2 separate regions of the Triticum aestivum genome follow, and region 2 is linked to region 1. A link is a contact called in public HiCAR-type data. All regions are on one chromosome and are shown on one strand. The core of a region is the stretch at or near the end of the contact, and the rest is flanking DNA. Distances in the headings are between cores, read along the strand shown.

The links. HiCAR-type assays count read pairs that join an accessible place to other places.
Region 2: a HiCAR-type map of leaf shows a contact between it and region 1, with 8 times the contacts expected there. The contact joins the promoter of LOC123128724 here to the promoter of LOC123129747 in region 1. A contact is called at or near these places in 1 of 5 Hi-C or Micro-C datasets (leaf) and 1 of 1 datasets of contacts at active chromatin or transcription factors (leaf).

What each region holds. Positions count from the first base shown.
Region 1 is chr6A:585,937,106-585,940,043 of IWGSC CS RefSeq v2.1, reverse strand. LOC123129747 reads left to right here and starts at 1,487. Exons shown (of 2, transcript XM_044549787.1): 1 at 1,487-1,916; 2 at 2,154-2,362. The coding sequence starts at 1,487. The coding sequence ends at 2,332.
Region 2 is chr6A:586,175,988-586,178,925 of IWGSC CS RefSeq v2.1, reverse strand. It overlaps LOC123128724 (probable alpha,alpha-trehalose-phosphate synthase [UDP-forming] 11), which reads left to right and starts at 1,538. Exons shown (of 3, transcript XM_044548806.1): 1 at 1,538-2,938. The coding sequence starts at 1,670.

The sequences.
Region 1 (2,938 bases), core at 238-2,737:
AATTACTTAGTTTGAGAACTAAGTGAAGTTGATGACATATAAAATGCAACATGTATATACTTAGCTATCAAGAGAATAGCCATTGCAGAAGGTGGAGTTGTAGTGGCAATAGGCCACGGGTGGACACAATGACTGATGTCATGAATCATCTTAAAATAAATACTCCCACCTAATCTTGAATTTAGTGCATTTGGAAATGTCAGGCATGTGTTACATGAAAATACTCATGGCCAAGATGATCCTTGGTGAACCTGGGTGTATCCTTCAATACAACAGATGTGATGAAATCATTGCTAATGTTTTGGACTTCATTCTTGAGAAAATATGTGACTTCAGAGTCACTGCCAAAACACATAGACTTTTCATGTTTATCATTGGTTAGTCACTATAAAAGTATAACCACAATTTGATGTGGACCTATCAATAGTGTTTGAGACACTCAACAATTTCTATAAATTGTGGTATCCATTTTAATGAATGGACGACACTATAATTAAAATAGTGACATAGGCTCCATTGTCATGTATTTTACCAATGTAATAGAAGGTAATTACTGGTATGTGCAAATATTTGCATAGTTGTCTATGACATATTAAAGCAAAATGAGGCTTGAATAAATGATATTTGTGGAAAATATTTGCCGTTTCAGCATGTAGTGTTCATGCATGAATACCTTTTATTATGAGAGTAAATGTCTTTTTTTAGTGAACAACAACAATTGCTTCAGAGGAGCAAATTTTTTTTTATGATAGCTGATGCTATACACTCATATGTGTAGACCTCCATTTATATAGAATAACACTTTGAAGATAGTCACCGGATGCGGTGTAGATCTCGCAGTAATAGAAAAACATAGTCTGACTTTTGTCAGTAGATGTTCATAATTCTATTACCTTATATTATGCAAAATGTATGAAATCACTTTGAAGGTAGTCATCTGTCAAAATGACATGATGTAGACCTTGCAGTAATAGTGGATAGTCTGCAAAATTTGCAGTAGATGCCAGTATTACCTTATGATATATTGAGGTAGTCACATATAATATTAATATTTGGAAGATCACTTCGAAGGTAGTCATCTTATCAAAATGACAAGATGTAGACCTCACAGTACTGATGGATAATCTGCAAATTACGCAGTAGATGCCATCAATACCTTGTGATTCCAAAATATAATATGGTGTAGTCATATTAAGTATAATCCTTGTTTTGAATTTACATCATGATTTGCAAGAGAAAAAAAATCAATTGCAAAACATAGTTGTTGCACTTATTGTAAAGAATAGCACTAGTATATTGGGGTCCATTGCAGATGTAATGATCGACCCATCCATCAACATAGCTCAATGCCTTGGGACTCAACCGATATGATATACTACGGTATTAACCAAAATCTAAAACAGTAAGCCTGATGACTTATGTTCATGTAGTATTAAGTCTGATGACTTGTTTGCCAATAAAAGAAACTAGAAGGGCTTAGTCTCAAATGGCCGAAGAGATAAGGTTTCCTATCGTCATCCTCAATGCATCTGGAATCAATCGATTTGTTCGGTATGCACATATAGCACCGGCACCGCCGCTGCGTACCAGTGTAACCGGGAGAAGGAGAGACCGGGGGTGGGCGGGTGGCGCCAGAGGGCTTGCTCGTCCAACGCCGCGCGCCAGAGGGCGCTGCCTGGCGTCGCTGCGTCCTCGGCCGCTGCGTCGACGTTGCTGTAGTGTCGTGGGCTGGTCGTGCTACCGGTGCCGCCGCGGTGGAGATCGCCGTTCTAGGCGCCGGCCATTGGTTACCCCGAGGACACGCCGCCTGTACTGGAGGGTATGCCGCGCCGTGGTCGTGCTCCGCCTGAGGGAGGAGCGCCGCGTCGAATGCTGCACCCGAGAGGTGGAGGACGCCGTCGTCGCCAAACGCCGAGGTACGCTCGCTGGGGCTTCTTCCCTTCTTTTCTCTTGTTCTTGATGCAGATTCTTCTATTCTTCTTGATTGAGAATTTCTTCCTATTTTCGTTTGAGTAGCGATCAATCCATCTCACCACGAGCATACGCCGGATGAAGCGATTTGCAAAACAGAATTTGTTATTAGATTTTTGATTGATTGCAAGAAGACAAAAACAAATTGAAGAATGTCCTGATCCAGTTTTCCTCTTTTACAGAAGCATGTCCATTGATTACTGCTGTGGACGGGAATATGGCTAATCGAATCGGCGGCATTCTTCTCTTCTCCTGTGGCCATTTCTCAGCGGAGAGCAAAAGTGCTGATAACGTGTTAGAGAGAATCGAGAGAGAGGAGCGAATGGAAAACAGATATATGAATGAACAGTTATTCTATTGATTGAAGATTGGGGTATTTATACCCAGCTTACAAGGCGGTTACAAAAGGAGGCAGTTGCCAAAAGTGGCACCGACATAGCAGTGATTAATAGTTAATTAACCTAATTAATTAATTCCTAACAAGTTAGAGATGGATCCTTGCGTGGACACTGTAGCGCATTTTGCTGCAAGGGGGCACGTAGTACGATTCAGTCCGAAACCTGAAAGTGAAAGATAATACCACGTAGTACCAGGCTCAGGCTAGCGAGGTGTCCAAAAACCAGCCGACCGTTCGCCGAACCGATCAATGGAGCACCGCACCGGGAAAACGACCGTGTGGCCCGAGAAAGGACGCGCCTGGGCCGTCGATCTCTGATGCATGCATGCACCAGCACCTCTGCTCGGCCATGTGTGCTCTAGCGCGGCGACAGGCGCACGTCGTGGTGCTGTGCCGACGGAGCGAGCGTATTCTTTGCCTTGGACTCCACCCCATGTCCCGTGCCATGTCGTGCCCAGCCAGGCATGGCAGGTGCAGGTGGAGATAAACTGAGTGTGCCGGATGGAATGCAGTTGGCTAGCTGTACCATGAAGACTTGTTAATTTGAGTTTGATGCTGCCGACTGTCACC
Region 2 (2,938 bases), core at 289-2,788, 240 kb before region 1:
TGCCTCTTTAAAAGCTCTACAAAATAATAGATAAGCATAGCGTCTATGTCTTTGGCATTCTCCTAAAATTGTTTATGTGACATTTTGGACATCCTTTCGGTAGATCGAACACGTTTCACAAAAAAAAAACATGACATACGAGCAAATGTGTATACTCTTGTCCGTTGCAAGCAGCGATGAAGTATAGCTTATATAGTTAGGTTTTCTTTTGGTGAAGCCAACCTATCCGGGTTTGAGTACACACCCGATATGTGCTCGTGTATTTTCTGGAATTATTTCATACTCTTCGACGCTATCCTTTCAATGGTACGACATGCCGCTCGACTAGGAGGGCCGATTTCGTCATCTGAGAATCTGCCAGCTCATATGGATAAGGCGTGCGTGCATCTTTTCACAAGGATTTGTGCTCAGTTTCTTAAAGAAAACATTCATTGAAAGCAATGTCAGTATGACCTAAAAATTCCCGCACAATTCAAAAACTGGACTAATTTAATTATGGTAGACATTAAATGCTGAACTCCGTCGTGTGCGTCGAGACAAAGAAAAGAACAAATTATTACGTTGCGAACAGCCCTTTATATACTACCTCTCTCTCAATTTACAAGGCGTGCGCGTAGCCCTAGGTTATCAATTTGACCAACCTAATACAAGTCATATATTACAAAAAATATACCAACATAAACTTCAGAGTTTCTACTTTCAAAAGATATAATTTTTGTGTTATATAGTTTATATTATGGTGATAAAATTGACAACATAGGTATACGCGCAGGACTTGTAAACTGAAACGGAGGTAGTAGCAAAAATGACTTGACTTGAAAACCGCTCAAAGTTGAACCCGCATATCTTCCATTTAAAAATCCCGTCAAATAAAAGATAAGCACGGCGTCTACGTCGCCTGTATTCCCTTCAAACAGTTTATTATTATCCGACATTTTGGACACCCGCTCGGTTCGGTAGACCAAAACACGGTTCAGCCACAAAATGTGGCACGGAAAGCACATTTTATACCCCCGTCCCGTTTTCCCGGTGCGCGTTGTCCTTGTTTGCGGTGCGTGCGTGCGTGCGTGCGTCCGGCGGCATGCGCACGCCCCTACGCGACGCGTCGCCCGACGTCACGGACCGGCCGGGGTCGGGCGGGGCGGATAGACGGATAGGGATACGAGACCCAGCGGCCGTTTCGTTTGACGCCCGCACGCCGTGCCTCTGCACGCGGCGCTCGTCTATCCATCCATCCAATAGCTTGGCAAAAAATAAAGGAAAAAAAACCCAACCCGAACCGTCCCACGGCGCGGGGCGGGGGCAGGACCGTCATTGGCGCCGCGCCCCCGCCCCTTTCCGATCTGGATAAGCCCCGTGGGCGCGTTGGTTGCCCCCTCCTTCTTCCACCTTCGCTCCTGATCCTGGTCCAAGCTAGGAACGGGAGGATAGCTAGGTGGGCCGGGATCGCGCCGCTTCCGTGCTGCTCTCGTCTCGTTTATATATACCTCCTCCCACGCCCCCGCCCCCGGCCCTTCTTATCCCCAGAAGCTTCCACCGATTCGGCACCCCCCCCCCCCCCCCTTCTCCTACATTTCCACGCGGCCCTCGCCGTCTCTTCATGCGCCATCCCCGTCTAGCAGCACTGGGCATCTGCGGCACGAATCGATAGAAGGACCGGACCGGCGACATGCCGTCGCTCTCCTGCCACAACCTGCTCGACCTGGCCGAGGAGCTGCCCCCGCTCCCGCCGTCCCCGCTCCGGCTCCCGCGGGTCATGGCCGCGGCGTCCCCCTCCTCGCCGGCCTCGCCGTCCCCGTCCGGCCCGCCGCGGCGGGTCATCGTCTCCCACCGCCTGCCCCTCCGCGCGTCCCCCGACCCCGCCGCGCCGTTCGGGTTTAAATTCACCGTCGACGCGGGCACCGTCGCCTACCAGCTCCGCTCGGGCCTGCCGCCCGCGGCCCCCGTGCTGCACGTCGGCACGCTGCCCCCCGCCGCGGCGGAGGCGGCCTCCGACGAGCTGGCCAGCTACCTCGTGTCCGCCTTCTCCTGCCTGCCCGTCTTCCTCCCCGCCGACCTCCACGGCAAGTTCTACCACGGCTTCTGCAAGCACTACATGTGGCCGCTGCTCCACTACCTGCTCCCGCTCACGCCCTCCACGCTCGGCGGCCTGCCCTTCGACCGCGCGCTCTACCACTCCTTCCTCTCCGCCAACCGCGCCTTCGCCGACCGCCTCACCGAGGTGCTCGCCCCCGACGACGACTTCGTCTGGATCCAGGACTACCACCTCCTCGCCCTCCCCACCTTCCTCCGCAAGCGCTTCCCGCGCGCCAGGGTCGGATTCTTCCTCCACTCCCCCTTCCCCTCCTCCGAGATCTTCCGCACTATCCCCGTCCGCGACGACCTGCTCCGCGCCCTCCTCAACGCCGACCTCGTCGGCTTCCACACCTTCGACTACGCGCGCCACTTCCTGTCGGCGTGCTCGCGCCTCCTCGGCCTGGATTACCAGTCCAAGCGCGGGTACATCGGCATCGAGTACTACGGCCGCACCGTCACCGTCAAGATACTGCCCGTCGGCATCGACATGGGCCAGCTCCGCTCGGTCGTGTCGGCGCCGGAGACGGCCGACGTGGTGCGCCAGGTCGCCGACGCCTACAAGGGGCGGCGCCTCATGCTGGGCGTGGACGACGTCGACCTCTTCAAGGGGATCGGGCTCAAGTTCCTGGGGATGGAGCAGCTCCTGGTGGAGAACCCTGAGCTCCGCGGCAAGGCCGTGCTCGTGCAGATCACCAATCCGGCGCGCAGCGAGGGCCGGGACGTGCAGGAGGTGCAGGACGAGGCCAGAGCCATCAGCGCCCGGGTCAACGAGCGCTTCGGCAGCCCCGGGTACACCCCGATCGTGATGATCAGCCGCCCGGTGTCGGAGCACGAGAAGGCGGCCTACTACGCCGCCGCCGAG